3 separate regions of the Mus musculus genome follow, and all the other regions are linked to region 1. A link is a contact called in public Hi-C and promoter capture Hi-C data. All regions are on one chromosome and are shown on one strand. The core of a region is the stretch at or near the end of the contact, and the rest is flanking DNA. Distances in the headings are between cores, read along the strand shown. Region 1 holds the start of Foxd2 (forkhead box D2). Region 2 has its middle 15 kb from the start of Dmbx1. Region 3 holds the start of Pik3r3 (phosphoinositide-3-kinase regulatory subunit 3).

Region 1 (3,433 bases), core at 207-2,706:
CACCGGAGTCAGGGCCGGGGCAGTCAGCATGGCCAAGACTTGGGCTTGACCCCCAGGACCTGCGGCTGCGGCGAATGGCGATCCCGGAGAACCGTCGCCGCTGCCCGGGGGTGCGGCCCCGCCACCACCGTGGCCCATGATGTGGTCTATAGAAAAGGAAGGCCTCTGGCCTGTCCCCGCGCCCCCGCCACCCGCACCACCGCCGGCGTCCGTCTTGAGGCCCTGACGCAGGAGTGCAGTGGACAGGCTAGCCGCTGTGCCAGCTGCGGGGGGACTCAAGGACGCGGGGTAGAAAGCCTTGGCGCAACCCAGCTCTGCGCCTAGGAAGGCAGGCAGCCCTGCGGGGCTCGGGCCAGATCCCGGGGCAGGCGCAGGGGCCGGCGCCGAGGCCGCGCTTGCGAAGACCGAGGCCGTCGGAGGTCCGGGAGGAGGCGCCGCGGCGCGGCCCGGGGGAACTGACAGCTGGCAAGGCGCGGTGGCGGCGAAGGCGAAGGCGTGCGGGTGCGGATGCGGGTGTGGGGCCGGGCCCGGTGGAGGTGCACCGTAGGCCGGGAGCGCCAGCCCGTAGCCGTAGCCGTAAGCGCCGTAAGCGGCGAAGCTCGAGAGGAAGGCGCCAGGGTCCCCGGCCGCGGCAGCCCCGCCACGCAACAGCAGCTCCGGGTGAGGATGCGGGTGTGGATGCGGTGGCGGCAGAGGCTGCCGCTTGAAGCGCTTGCGGCGCCGCAGGAAACTGCCGTTGTCGAACATGTCGGCCGACTCCGGGTCGAGCGTCCAGTAGTTGCCCTTGCCCGGGTTGCCCGGCTCGCGGGGGATCTTAACGAAGCAGTCGTTGAGGGAGAGGTTGTGGCGGATGCTATTCTGCCAGGCAGGGAACTTCTCCCGGTAGTAGGGGAAGCGGCCGCTGATGAACTCGCAGATCTCGCTCAGCGTCAGGCGCTTCTTGGGGCTCTGCAGGATGGCCATGGTGATGAGGGCGATGTACGAATAAGGTGGTTTCACCAGAGGGCTCCGTGTCGCCGCGCCCCCCGACGGCGGCCCGGGTCCCGGCCCCGGCCCCGTTGCGCCTCGGGCTGCCTGCACGCCGGGCCCCGGGCTTCCCGCTGCGGCCGCCGCCCCCCGGGGCGCTAGAGCGCGGGGCTCGCAGTCAGAGCAACCTCCCGACTCTTCCTCGTCCTCAGCCACGTCCGCCTCGGCTTCCTCCGGGGGAGGCTCGTGGCCGTGAGGGAGCACGTCCCGAGGGGCGCGGGGCCCGGAGCGGGCTGTGAGCTCCCCCCCACCGCTGCCGCCGCCCACCACGTCTATGTCTGCGTCGGGCTCAGACAGCGCGGCCGGGGAGCTCTCGGAGGACATGATCTCGCAGCAGCAGCTGCCCAGGGTCATGGTGCCGCCGCCGCCGCCGCCGCCTCCTCCGCCGCCTCCTCCGCCGCCGCTCTCCGGCTCCGCTCGGCCCGCGGCTCCGGCTCCGCCGTGCTGCCTCTCCGACCAGTGTGTTTTGCGCGCGGGCGGGGAGGGGGCGGAGGACAGGGAGGGGATGTCCCCTAGCTCCTCAGCGCCCCCTGGTGTTGAAACTCTAGGACTTTCACCCTGCAGGGCGCACCCAACCGGTGCTGCCCCGGGACTAGAAAACCAGGCACTGGAGAAGAGCAGTAAAGCAGCCCGTTACTCGGTCGAATCTGGGCTTCTGGGCCCCTAGACACATAAGTGGGGCTTCAGGAGATTAGTCCCTCCCGCCTGGTGGCAGCCTAAGGCGGAAGAACTGTGGGCCCGGGGCGGAGCTCTCTGGGCAGGGTGGGGCGGGGAAGGAAGGGGGCGGGCAGAGGTCCTCTGCTCCCGGGCCCGGCGGGAACAAACTGCCGCGGTGGCGGGAGCTAGGCTCGCTTGGCTGGAGGCGGGTCATCCTTCTCCTCGCAGCTCCCGCAACCCCGTGGCTCCCTGGAGCCACCACCACCTTCAGTGCGCTCAGTTACTGGAAGTCAAAGCTTATGCCGGCGCAGCTGCATCTGGTGGTGGCAGTGGCTACAAACCTCCTCTCCTCATCTCCCCAAGGCGGCGCCCGGGCCACCCGGGCCGAAGCGCGGATGGATCGCCAGTGAGCCGAGATGGCCAGACCGACGCCGCGGACAAGGACCTACTGGAGGCTAAGGGAGTTCTGGAGGACAAGTGAAGAGAGTGATCCAGAGGAACAAACTCGGGCGCCGGAAGATCCTACTCAGATAGGTGAGAAATGTCTGCGGTGGTCCTCTCTTTCCCCTCCAAGGCCCTGGCCCTGCCACTGTCCCCAGGAAGACCGTCTGCTCTCACTCCTCTTAGTGATTCGTCTCCGCATTCGCCGCATTCTCCGCACACCCACAGGTCCTTAGCTTGGGTTTGCAGGATTGATTTTTTTTTTTTTTTTTTTTTTTTTGTCTCAGCATCTCAATCTTTATAATTGTCTCTCTTGACCCCCGTGCATATCCTGCGGAAACTGAGTTTTCCTGGATGTTTGTTCCTAAGTCTAACAATCCCGCTCTTAATTTCCGGATTTAGAGACTCTTACAACAGAACTCTCACGGAGATGTCCCCCCGAAGAAACTTAACCTCATCCCTGGGCCAGTGTTGCCCTTTTATCTGGGGACTTTCTCCACAGAAGGTTGGTCCAGTATGCTTTTTCTGCTAGCCAGATTCTTTTGCCCATCTTTATCCCTCTTCCCTACTCTTCCTCTAGGACCCAGAAACAAGTTGCTCAGGTTTATACTGAGCCCATTTCAACCTCTTGGGGCTGGAAGGGATTGGGAGAAGGTAAGAACTGGACAGAGGCTGGCTGTTGCCTCAACAGCGCCTCACAGTGGCCAAGGCTCCAGCATAGGGGGCCTCAATACCTGCTGTGCACTCCCAGCGCTCTGTGACCCTCCTTAGGTAACTTCCTTTCAGGGCCCTACTTTCCTGGTGTGCACCGCAGGATTAAGAGCAGGACCGGGGGACTTAAACTGCTGGGATCCCAATTTTGGTTTCACCAGTTTCCAGCTGTCTCACCTGGCTAATTTTAATCTTTTTGCCTGACTCTTCCTCTAAAATAAAATTTAAAACACCTACCTCAAGCCTGACACGATGGTTAGCCCTTGCTTAAGTAACTTCAGCATTCAGAATGCTGAGGCGGGAGGTTTGCTTCAAGTTCTAGGCCAGCCTGAGCTTCAGATGAGACCCTGACTCAGAATCAAGTAAGTAAATAAAGTAAGATGAATTTACCGTGTGACCAATATGTAAAGGTAGCCATCGAAGGCCACTGATTGCGTAGACTCTGGGTGCCCTATTCTCTGGGAGGGAAGGTGGTCAGGGAAAATGTGGTCTCCCACCTTGTAGTACCATCTACAGTAACATCTCTAAACCATGTGCTGAAATGTGTGTGTGTGTGTGTGTGTGCGCGCATGTGCGCGCATGGAGGGTATGTGGAGGA
Region 2 (3,108 bases), core at 328-2,827, 1.0 Mb after region 1:
CTCCAGGACAGCCAGGACTACATAAATAAACCATGTCTCAAGACAAGCAAACACTAAACCTGGGTCAATGTGACCCATAGACTGTGGAATTGGAAGCAAAGAGAAGAGAGTCTAATGAAAGAAGGAAGAAGGGACACAGAGAGAAGAGCGTGCTGAACCAGACAGGTGAGGCTGGCAGGTGCTGGGAGGTGGGGAAAGGCAAGATGGGCGGGCACAAGTGAAGAGAGGAAGAAAGAAGCAGGGGCAGGGGGGCTGCAAAGGGAACAGAGGCCACCAAGGGGGCCCAGGAGACCGTGCCCCCTGCTGCCTTCTACCCACAGTCTACATCTATCCCTGCCCATAAGGCTCTATGTCCAGCCCTGAGGACTGCCAGCCCTGTGACTGATGGCCAGGCCCCTGCTGGGGGCACCGAGGGCAGCCACTCAGCAGAGGCAAACAGCTTGACCGTCTGTGGCCTCTGGACTCTGGGGCATGGTGGAAGCAGTGGGCAGAACAGATTGAGTTCGGCGTGATGCTTAGAAGCCCAGGCTTGGGGGAGGGGAGAGCTGGCTATGGCTCTTTCTTCCCCTTCCTGGATCAGCTAGTCCAACCTCTTCTTCTTCTGGCAAAGCTGGGCTTTAAGAAGTTCAGTCTTGCTGGCCTAGGTGCTCTGGCTTCCAACTTGTCAGACACCCTTCAGGATAGGACAGAGCCAGACAGGATAGGCCTTCTACCCTCTCACCCATTTGCCTGTCCCATAGAGCCAGGCCCAACACCACATTCTACATTTTGCTTCATTTTCTCCCATCCCCTTCAAGCTGTTTTCATGGACAGAAGAGAGGTGTTAACTTGACTCTATTGTATATCATCGAGCCCCAAATGCATGGCTTCCCAAAGCAATGAGCTATTAGAACTCCTCAGTCTCCTGAGGGGCTTCGTTTTCTCTTCAAATTTGGGGTCCAGTTTTGTTTGTTTGTTTGCTTGTTTGTTTGTTTGTTTGACAAGGGCTCATGGAGCCTGGGCTGGCCTTGAACTCACTATGTAGCTGATAATGACCTTGAACTCCTGGTGGTTCTAACCCAGGTACTGGGATATGGGTGTGTGCCACCTCTCCTAGCTCATCATCCTAAAAAGGACAGTTGAAGAGAGGGCAGGGCAAGGAGAAGCACTTAGGATGACAGTGTGTAGCTCTCCTAGGGTCTCAAAGCAACTGGACTGGGTTAGAATCCGACTATTCTGCATTCATGCATCCGGGGTTCTACCCACTATCTCCCCTGCCTCTTCTGTACCTTGTGGTTGGGCTCAGCCTTTTACTACCCTTCCATAAACACATTACACACAGGCCAACAGATCTGCAGCCATGAGGAACTGAGGTAGCCCAGGAAAACAGGCTTGAGACCTAACTTCCTCTCCAAACCCAGGGAAGCTGTCTTGTGGGTAGGTGACCTCTAGGCATCTCAGGATGCTGATACTGAGAAAAGCCAATCAGAACTCCCAAAGAGGAAACACTTAGCAAGCATCCCAGGGAGGAACTGAACAGCTTACTTTCAAGAGGCCGGAAAAGGGAGAGTGGGTGGGAGGACTGCTCCTTGGGGCTCCTTCCAGACCTGAAGCCCCAGGACCCATTGTTTTGGAAATGGAAAAATCACGTGCTCCCTGCTAGAAAGGACCCCACTCCCTCTTCCTCCCAGATCAGTGGTCAGAAGGCTAAAAGGCTAAATAAACTATTTTCTTGACCTTCCTCTAAGGTCTATGGTCCCCAAGGGAGCTTGATATCTGGACCCCAGCCCCAGCCCCACAAACTATTCCCCCCACCCCCACCAAGGCCTCCTCAGTGTCTGGCTGAGCGAGGATGGGACGACAAGGGGCCAGAAAGGGGGCTCATCAACATTTCCAGCAATGCTAATAGACTATCCTCGGCCACATCCTATTACTGCACACCCCCTCCCCAGCCCCCCAGCCTAGCTGGCCTGCGCCTCTCCTCGGCCCCGGGGACCAGGCATCAGATTGGAGTCAAGATTCCGAGAGTGTCATTTGCCGCCGTTGATGGTGCCGATAATAGGGATGGGCGGGCGGGCGGGGAGCCGCAGCGCAGAGGCGGATTCTCTATTAAGACTGCTGCTCAGTGCAGCAGCCAGAAAGAAGCAGGCAGGCCTGCGCTGGGCAGACAAGGCCAGCAGAGTTCCATAATGGGATGGGTGGCTTACCTATGGCATTGTCTGCACCGTTAGTGGGGACCACTCTTAGGAGCAGACATACTGGGCTTAGAGAGTGACAAAGGCCAGGAGAAGCAGGAAGAAACCGGGCAAGGCAAGCTCCAGCTGCCCCTGCAGCACTGTCTGCCTCCCTCTGTCCTTTTCACTACCCGGGACCCAAAGATCCTAGTTGATCAATAGAACAAGATATTTTTGCTCCCTCCTTGACTTCAGTCTTACTGAAAATCAGTCCTCCCAGAGGCCTAAAAAACCTGGAAGAGTGTGATCCTCCAACCAAAAAGCTGAGCTCAGCCACTACGTGTTTTTCAGGGTTTTGGGTTTTTTTCTTTTTTTTCATTTCTTTTCTTTTCTTTTCTTTTCCTTTCCTTTTCCTTTCCTTTCCTTTCCTTTCCTTTCCTTTCCTTTCCTTTCCTTTCCTTTCCTTTCTTTTCTTTCCTTTCCTTTCTTTTCTTTTCTTTCCCCAGAGTTTCACTAGGCAACCCAACCTGGCCTCAAACTCAAAATACTCCTGGCTCAGCCTCCCAGGTGCTGGGATTATAGGTGACAGTGAATGTTGTTCTTATGCCTTGCATACCACCATCACCTTCACCTCCTCCTTTAATGCCACCGACCGCCACCCAAGCCACCCTCATGGGCATCCCTAATCCCTGCAACCCAACCCTGTTTCTGCTTGTACACAGTGCTCACCATTGCTCTACCCAGCCAGCCAGTTCTATCATCACTATCATCACCATCTGATGTCTGATGAAGATCTTAGCCCTGAGAGTTCCTATGGTTCCTAGCTGTATTATCTTCTGAGCCTGTAGCATCATCACCTTTAGCATGGATATGGTATTAGCTACTGTAAGGGGCTTAGTAATTAAACAAGTCACTGTAAGGGGCTTAGTAATTAAACAAGTCACCACCTGTGAGC
Region 3 (3,209 bases), core at 32-2,531, 1.3 Mb after region 1:
GAAGCAAGTCTCAGAACTTTAAGCTTGGAAGGAGGGACCTGTGTGTTAGGAAGTGGGAAACAGAAAAGCGCCTTTTTGGTAGGGGAATGCAACACCTGTGACTTACCACAGAAAACACACAGACACTGTAATTTAAAAAATCTATTTAATTCTTATTTCTTTATTTTCTGATTTGAGTACTAGAACTGGAGGGCTCGATGAGATGCCTCACTCTTTGCTTGAGCGTAACTATGGGTTCTAAAGTCCTTCAGTGTGAAGCGGAGTAGCGGGGGGGGGGGGGGATGACTCCCCAAGGAACATTCAAGGTTCAGGTACCCTCAGGGAGTGTGTGTGTGGGGGGGGTGGGGTGGGGGACGATGGGGATCTTGTCTGGACAGAGAGTCCTGCAAGTGGGCTTGGCGACCTTTGCTGTATCTGATGATTTAACACCGGGGTAGGGGAGGGCGAACGCAGCAAGGTGAAGAGGTTTGTGAGGAGGAACTCTGCCCAGAGACTTCCAATGGAGCAGAAGAGTGTGCGCCCCGCCAAGTGACAGCACGCCCCGCTGCCGCCGCTCCCCTCCCCCCGCAGCTAGTCTCCAGGCAGAAGAGTCTCGCGCCAGCCCGTTCTCCCCCTCGTCACTCGTCCGGGAGGACCGAGCCACAGCGGGAAGCCCCGCCAGTCTCCGGGCAGCTTGAGCCCCCGAGCGCTCGCCCAGCCTGTCAGTAACCGCCGTTTGCGCCTTCTTTCTTTCTCCACACCCCCTCTTCTTCCTCCTCTTTTCTTTTCCCCTCTGCCTTTGTCCCGCTTAGTAACTGAGGTCCGACCAATCGCCGCCTTACCGGCCGGCGCCGGCTATCTCCTGATTGGCTCGCTTGGGGCGCGCAGCCGTCTCCGCTCCTCAGCTGGAGCAGGGCAGACAAAAGACGCAGGCTCGGGCTCCGGCAACCGGGCTCAGCCAATCACCATCCGCCCCCCACTCTTGGAGGAGCTCGCGTGCGCCCGGCTCCGACTCCTGGCGAGCGGCCAGCGCCCGGACTGTACCATTCTGAGCGAGGCTAGGGGGTAATGGCAAAGTCTGATTAAAGTGTCGAGTCTCGCAGGCTGACGGGGAGAGTTAAAAGTCGAAGCGGAGGGTGGTGGCAGTCTTCATTTCTTAGGCACTTGACAATCTTTGCAGTTAAGGTGCAAAGGAGTGGAAAGGACAGTCGAGCTACCGGCTCTTCCTCCTGTCCTGCCCGGTTGGTTGGCGCCTCAGCGGGGGTGGCAAGGGGGGAGGGCGGGGGAGGAGGTCCCCTCAGCGCAGTTAAAATGAAACTCTAGTGGTTGGAGCCAGGGCAGAGCGTGAGGGGAGCCGGCGCTGTCGTGGTTACCTTTACTACTCGGGCACAGTCGAGCTGACTGGACTCTCCAAGGGGTCGCCATCCCGAAGCTGCGGAAGCTTGGGTTCCCAGCCTGACGCGAATAGAGCCCGAGTCCCAATCCCAGAGGGAATCGCTCTCCGCAGACCAGTGGGACCCCGAAACTTGAACGCAAACCCCCTTTTCAAGCCTTTGTCACTTCCCCAGCTTTCTCCCAACGCGTTCTTTTTTCCCCCTTCCTCTCCATTCTCTCTTCTCCGAAGGACACAAAAGTGGCTTCCGCTGAAAGATTAGGAGGCGGTGGGAGCTTTTCCCTTTGGAGAGCGATTGTGTAGGAAGGATTTTCGGGAAGCTGCTTTTTAACACCACTGCTCTTTGCTTTCCGAGCTTCCCTGTAACCCTCTGAGGTAAAAACCCCGTAGCTTGAAAGTTCGGGGTATTTTGTTGGGTGCTTTAGGAGGAGAGAAGAGGAGGACCTTGTCCTCATCCTAGTAGTTTGGCTGGACTTGTACTGGCCGTTGGAAACCCCCAAGTACATTTCCGTGTGGAACTTTTGCAAATATATATTTAGATTTTAAATATCAGATAAAAGATATATATGCTTTTTATATATTTCCCGACGACCTGCCCCTGACAGCGCGATGTACAATACGGTGTGGAGTATGGACCGCGATGACGCAGACTGGAGGGAGGTGATGATGCCCTATTCGACAGAACTGATATTTTATATTGAAATGGATCCTCCAGGTATTTGAGAGCAAACTTGTTATTTTTATTATTTTTTAAAATTTTTGGATGGGTCTGATTTGTGCTTAACAAAACCCCGGTGACGTTTTCAGGCCAGAAGTATTCTTGGGTGCGCCAGGTTCGGGATGAGGGGTAGATTGCAGTTATAGCTGCAGTAAAACTGCTCTGGCTTACACCTTTAAAGTTTGCAGTTAGGACCCTGATCCCATTGTCCTGAGGGGGTGGGGGCGGGGGGACTGGAGTGGGAGGAAAGACCCGTTTTGGTTTGGCCTTTGCATGTCATTCAGGGTTTTGACGGCCCTCCACTTTTTTTTTTTTTTTTAATCAAGATTTCTGCTGGCAAGGGATGTATTATAATCCATGCTTGAAGAATTTCCCTTTGTGGCGATTCCTTAAAGCTTATACTTTAGTGCAGTTATCTGCTATGGTTCGTTGTTATTTTACCTTGGTTAACTTTAGAAACTGAGTTGCCTTTGTGATTATTCATTTTGAGACTCCGTGCTTCTCTCATAGAAACCAAATGCCGGTTAGTGATTTTCAGGGATTGTGCGTTCTTATTCATTCATGGCCTTAGTCTGAGGCTTTTTTTCTCCTATGCATATAGTTTCTTAGGTCTGCATGTAGTATTTTACTACTCGTTAATTAATTTATGGTGATTTAACTTAATTTGGGGGGTAGAATTGATATAATTTCGACTCTTAAAAATAAAGAATCTTTCTCTTTCCCGTGAATGGGATATATACATATCTGTGATAGGTTTCTATATATGTACATGTGAATTGTACATATAAATATATTTTTATTTGAGGACTTTGAGGCCACTAGAGTTATTTTGTGTTTCTCACAGTGAAGGAGAAAACAAAACAAAACAAAGTTTTTTTGTTCTTTAAAGTGTGCCTCATTTTATGGTTATTATAGCTGTCAGATATTCAAACCCTCTTTGCATTTATAGATGGTGCTTTATGTAATGATTTTAAATAAGCAGAGGGCCTTTGTGATTCTTTGTTTTTAATTGAGGATAAATTGGTTGCCTTTTAAACTGTGTTATAGTTAACCTACAGAATAAAGTGTTTCTCATTAGAGAACCTTGCTTTTTATAAGACTATATATTTTTGGAAACAT

The links. Promoter capture Hi-C pulls out the DNA fragments that hold promoters and counts their contacts. Hi-C and Micro-C count contacts between places; a contact is called where the count stands out from the background.
Region 2: a contact with region 1 is called in a Hi-C map of embryonic stem cells, with 4 times the contacts expected there. The contact joins the enhancer-like site here to the promoter of Foxd2 in region 1. A contact is called at or near these places in 10 of 39 promoter capture datasets (cranial neural crest, embryonic stem cells, epiblast stem cells and 5 more), 1 of 15 datasets of contacts at CTCF or cohesin (stem cell-derived epiblast-like cells), 17 of 484 Hi-C or Micro-C datasets (B cells, embryonic cerebral cortex, embryonic stem cells and 4 more) and 5 of 115 datasets of contacts at active chromatin or transcription factors (embryonic hindbrain and embryonic stem cells).
Region 3: a contact with region 1 is called in a promoter capture Hi-C map of pre-B cells, with 2.6 times the contacts expected there. The contact joins the promoter of Pik3r3 here to the promoter of Foxd2 in region 1. A contact is called at or near these places in 2 of 39 promoter capture datasets (pre-B cells and second pharyngeal arch cranial neural crest).

The regions. Positions count from the first base shown.
Region 1 is chr4:114,907,442-114,910,874 of GRCm38.p6, forward strand. Foxd2 (forkhead box D2) reads right to left here and starts at 1,457. Exons shown (of 1, transcript NM_008593.3): 1 at 1-1,457. The coding sequence starts at 1,380. Foxd2os (forkhead box D2, opposite strand) reads left to right here and starts at 1,816. Exons shown (of 4, transcript NR_030721.2): 1 at 1,816-2,217.
Region 2 is chr4:115,953,299-115,956,406 of GRCm38.p6, forward strand. No RefSeq gene overlaps it. Among named protein-coding and RNA genes, the nearest start is that of Dmbx1, 15 kb to the left of the region's middle. Within about 2 kb of position 1,578, at least 6 of the 459 cell types and tissues checked have an H3K27ac peak or open chromatin away from gene starts, as enhancers often do. A contact at or near this core is called in embryonic stem cells and epiblasts, where this site is marked.
Region 3 is chr4:116,220,327-116,223,535 of GRCm38.p6, forward strand. It overlaps Pik3r3 (phosphoinositide-3-kinase regulatory subunit 3), which reads left to right and starts at 1,282. Exons shown (of 10, transcript NM_181585.6): 1 at 1,282-2,087. The coding sequence starts at 1,982.